2 separate regions of the Gossypium hirsutum genome follow, and region 1 is linked to region 2. The links are chromatin contacts, called in public Hi-C maps. All regions are on one chromosome and are shown on one strand. The core of a region is the stretch at or near the end of the contact, and the rest is flanking DNA. Distances in the headings are between cores, read along the strand shown.

Region 1 (2,765 bases), core at 56-2,555, 36 kb after region 2:
AAATTAGACTTAAAGAAAATAATAAATAAAGGAACCGGAATTTTTTAAAAATAAATTACTGGAAATATTTGAAAACGTTGAACGGCAGGAAGAAAATAAAACAAACGGAAGAAACTGCTGGAATGGAAAACAGGAAAAAATCTATGACGAAATAGATAAGGAACTGCAATCGAATGGAACGGTGTTTGCAGAGCTAATCCAACGGAAGAAACAAAAATTATAACGAATCAATGTGGAGATCTGGAATGGGATTTTTGAATAAGAGTTAATTTGATTAGATTGGATTAGATTAGTGATTTTTGGAGAGATTTTAAAAGTTCGTTTTAAGTCCAAAAGCTCCTCAAATTTGCCATTGGCTGCAATATGAGTGTATTTACACCAACAAACTATATGATAATTACTTCCTCGAACCGGGACAATACTAGCTCAAATCCGTCCGAATCCTGTCTAAAATCTCCAACATCGTCGCCGGAATTTGACTTCACAGCCACCGACCGCGGCGTTAATCCGAAGCTCGATCTCAGATCACCGGAAAATCTCGGAGACGACCTAAAAGCGTTAAAAGATTACACATACCGCATACGAAACCTTCATAAGTTTTCGGCTTTTGACATCACGGATAGCCGGCTAGGCCTAGGATGGAAAGCTTCACGGCGACGCTGCTGGTGAGAGGAAGGTCTAATCAAAGCCGACAAAGCTCTCCTAACCAGATCTCCTTCGACACCACCGATTCTCACGAGCGAGTTCGTCATCGCAGATCTACGCGCGTTAAGCCGATTACTCGGCGCGTAACCTGTCCCGGCGTGCGAAGTATTGAAGCTCTTATGAAGACTGCAACGGAACGATCCCGGATGCGTTGTAGGTGAACACATGCAAGTCCGCTTCGTCTGTTTGCTCTGTAAATTCTTCAACGCCTCAGTGGTTCTCCGGACGGTGGTGATTGAACGGTTCGGTGAGATCGGACGGTTGTCGAGCGAGAACCGCACAGATGACGCTGATGAAGAGTTTCTGTGCAGGTTAATACGTGGTGGAGAAGTAGATCTGGGTTGATTGAAGAAAGTTGAACGTGAAGAGAAACCTGAACTGGAATAGGCGAAAGCGGAGGAGGAAGAAGAAGATGGAGAGTGTGACTGTGAAGCGTAGAAAGAAGTAAACCGGGAAGATGGGGAATGAGATCGGAGAACCGGACCACTAGACCTTCTAGAAGAAGCCGCCATTTTTTATTAAGCTGTTACAGAAAAGAATAGAGGTGTTATTTGAATTTCTAAAATGTAGAGTTTGGCTGTTTAGTTGGGCAAACCTAGCTTCATTCGAGCCATGTATTTATAGGGTGGGTTGGGAATATGACGATAATTTTCAAACTTGGGATTCTAAATTCTTGGCTTTTGAGCTTCTGCCCCTAAACTTTTCTTTATTTATTTTCATTGCTCTTTCGTTATTATTACTATTCTTTGTGGCTCACACGTCATTTTCTTCCTCTCATTTTCCCATTCATGACTTTTCCTTTTAAAAAACCAATTTGTTTCTAGTAAATACGCTATGGTTGCTAAAGGTATATAATATTTTTAAATAATAATTATATATCTGATAGTAAATTTAGATTTAAGAGAGATCATGCAGATAGAGTTTAGCTTAAACATTTTTTCCTAACATATAAATTATGAGTTATGGGTAGAAATATGCGTTATAAAAATATATATTATTTTAATGAATAAATATATATCATAAGTTAACATTTTGATTAGGATTTGAAATTTAAAAAAATATGAATTTAAGCATCAAAATAGTGTATGCAACTATTTCACTATTTTATTTGGTAAAACGCGTGTAAATTAACTCACGTTCATTTTCCCCAAACATTTTCTAAAAATTTATAAATTATTTTATATATTCATCTACAAATTCTATCTCACGCGTATGTGGAAATCATAAATATAAAAATATAAATACCTATTTAAAAATAACACAGATAATGAAATGTATAATTTAAAATTAATTAATAATAGCACATGAAATATTTACGTTATTAAAATTAAAAAATTAGATTAAATTGTTTATCATTTGAGTTGATGTCGAGTTAATTTGTGATATCAACCCCATCAAATACATTATTAATATATAAAACTAATTGGGTAATAAAGTGTGCATAATAAAATTAAAATATATAAAAAATCAAAATCTAATTTTATTTGAGTGGTAAATTAAAGGTTTTATTAATGTAATTGAAATGAATTTAAATTTAACTATATACATATAATTTTCCTATTTTTATTTGATTTTTTAAAGTGAATTTTTAAAATACTCTCGAATAATATTAATTATTTTAATTACAAAATAGTATTAACTAACTTCCTGACTAAATTAATAATTTGTTTGAGAATGACACTAATTCAATCAAGAATTTTATTAATAATATATATACATATAATTATAGTTTTGGCAAAATTCATATGTAAAATTATATTAAAACTTAATTAATATTGCCGATATATATGAGGGGAGTAAATGAGAAATGAGAAAGTGGAAGGAGTGACAGGCAGAGCAGAGTTCAAAAACTTTATTATCGAAATAATAGACTTCAACCAAGAGCAAATCCTCATCTGAGGTTACCATATGAGGTATTAATGAGCAATGTTAGATTTTTATGGGGACTGGTGTTGATGCATTAGGTATAATAATGTGCGACATAAATCATGTCTTGAGTTCACGATTTGGGGCCTTTTTTCGAAGCAAGTGAGCAGGAAATCTCTATTGCTTAGGGGATC
Region 2 (2,700 bases), core at 20-2,519:
ATGTAAACGTTGATTTTTTTAATTTTATTAAAATATAATTTTTAAATTCATAATAAATCTAAAAAAAGGATTTAAGACACCAAATCCTAAAGCTTTAAACTAAAATTAGATTGTTTTTACATGCATAATTCTTTTGGGTAAGTGACATAAACTAATAGAAATGAATTGGTTTTGTATCCCAGAAGACATTTCAAATTTAAGAGTTAGGACCCAAAAGAGCTGAACAAAATATAAACTGAAAAAGCGATTAATTGGCTATATTAGTGGCAGACTTTTCTAACTTAAATTAAGAAATAATCATTTATTTGCTATATTTTAAATGTTAATTAAGGATAAACAACAGTAACAACAATTATTGTACCAATCATCCATAAAAAGAAAGTAGCAATCCTCCATATAATTCATGAGAAGGCGAGTTGATCTTTGCTCAAACACTCAAAATTCTAATATACGCAATCAGCTTAGCCGCCGAGGATCAAATTGCAATCCCAATAAGAAATATACAATCAAACTAAGAGAAGCCTAACAAGACAAGCAATGCAATATCATCTTCTTCGTTTTGCAATTATAACCAAATACAACTACTCTTAATGAAATGATATTCCATAAATTTATTTCCAACTTCAACAATTACAAATTCTACATTTATTTTTTCATATTGCTATTAAAAAAAAATCATTTTGCAGGTTTCAACATCATCTGAGCTCACTTCTTCTAATAATTAACCCATTATATAGGATAAGAAGATTATTAATATTAAAGAAAATAATATAGATAGATACCTTAAAAATCCAGTTTCTCCACAAAGAGACAAACAATATAGTTGAATTCCTTGCCAACTCATCGTCTACACATTTTCTTGTTTTGTAAGAACTTAGAACTAGGACCTATATAGCAAACAAAAGAGAAAAACTTGCATTAATCCATCCTTATCCTATCCAGAAAGCAAAAGGACCAAACAATTATCATCAAACATCCCACGTGGTTGGTTCATGGACATGGGGCATGTCATTTGTCACGACCTTCTAAATTATAATGGCAAATAAGGAAAGTGCATCAAAGTTTTTCACTGACATGAGAGAGCCCACCTTGGAACTATGAAACTACAGTTACAAATGTTAGCATATCAGATTTACATTTGTATAAAACAAAAAGCATCATTTATTGAGTCAAGATATAACTAGGATATCTGATGATGAAATGATGACTAGATTCCCCGCCGCTTACATCACAGGGAAATTTGATCTCTTTTTGGCTTTGGGTGAGAATCTGACAGGTAATAAGATAATGAAATCCCAGGGATGTAAAGGTTGATATCATAATTAATACAGGTCCCATATGCTTCTCACAGCTATAAAACAATTTATTTTTACAGTTTTGTGGATTCAAGTGGGGATGTGGGTTGCCCCTCCCTTTCCCCTTTCCCCTTTCGCGATTTCAAACTTGAAGCAGTTTTCTGGACCCATGTCCACCCATCTCGTGTAATCTGGGTGCCACCAAAATAAGAGAAAACCAAGGTGGTTTCCTTTTTTTGTCCGTTCTTTACATTGTTTTTTAAATTATTGGAGGTAGAATTCATCGTATCACTAATTTATTGATTTCACTAATTCAATTAAAAAATTATTAAAAATTAAAAATTCGATTCAACAATTGATTCAATCGATTTTTAGTTGATTTAATCAATTTTTTAATTAGTTTGTATGGATTCTCAATAAAAGCGAAATCATAAAAATTTTTTAAAGGAGTAAAATTAAATTATATATTTTTACAATAATAAAAATATAATTTAATCATTTTAATATCTATAACTTTATAATTTTTAGGGGGTCAAAGTGTAAATTTATCTTTATTAATTTAAACTTTTATAAATTTTAAAGGGTTTAAATAGAAGTTTTTCTATTTTAAGGGGGCGGGAGCCTGCAACCCCAAGCCACGCCCCTAATTCTCGATGTAACTGATTTAAAACTACTTTCTAAAATGGTATCTTGATCCAACCTATCCGACCAATTGATCCAATCTAACTCAAACAACACTGATTTTGTAATGTTATTCTTCATCATTTTCCTTTTTTTTTTCTTTTCTTAATTGTTGCTTTCTTAAAATAATACAAAAATAAAAAAGTTATCAAAATAGTAGATTTTGCAGTTTTTTTCCAAAATATAATGAAAGAAGTAATATTTCTAGAATCTGACTCTGAATCGCCAACTTTAAAGGGTATCTCAACTCAGTTTTTTAGTTTCCAGTCACATTGATCATGGGTCGAGGAAGGGGTAGAAGGGACACGACCTTGCTACGTGCTCAAGGATTATTTTACTATCTTAATGAGACAAAATTACCTGTTAGCAAAAAAAAAGTGCAAATCGCCTCCACAAATGATAATCACTTATTCAGTGTCAGAATGAAGAAACATGGTTCCTTTTATTATTTTTTGATGAATAATTAAGAAAACATAATATTTTGATATATTTTATATTATTAATAAAAAATCTACTTATTGCTACTAATTATTTAAAAATAAAGTAAATTACTTAGCTAATCCCTCTAAAATGGAATTATTTTTATTTAGATCACTCTAATTTTATTTATTATTTTAATAATCGTGGTTAATGAATTTGCTCAAAATTATCACTACATTTTCTCCTTAACGGAAAATTGATTGTATCCACATCAAATAGCATCCACATAAATTCCACGCAATTG

Evidence for each region. Hi-C and Micro-C count contacts between places; a contact is called where the count stands out from the background.
Region 1: a Hi-C map of leaf shows a contact between it and region 2, with 2.1 times the contacts expected there. The contact joins the promoter of LOC107897925 here to the enhancer-like site in region 2. A contact is called at or near these places in 3 of 34 Hi-C or Micro-C datasets (hypocotyl and leaf).

What each region holds. Positions count from the first base shown.
Region 1 is chrD08:24,874,164-24,876,928 of Gossypium_hirsutum_v2.1, forward strand. LOC107897925 reads right to left here and starts at 1,306. Exons shown (of 1, transcript XM_016823532.2): 1 at 1-1,306. The coding sequence starts at 1,217. The coding sequence ends at 591.
Region 2 is chrD08:24,838,307-24,841,006 of Gossypium_hirsutum_v2.1, forward strand. No RefSeq gene overlaps it. Among protein-coding and RNA genes, the nearest start is that of LOC107896207, 4.3 kb to the right of the region's middle. Within about 2 kb of position 1,270, at least 6 of the 9 cell types and tissues checked have an H3K27ac peak or open chromatin away from gene starts, as enhancers often do. A contact at or near this core is called in hypocotyl and leaf, where this site is marked.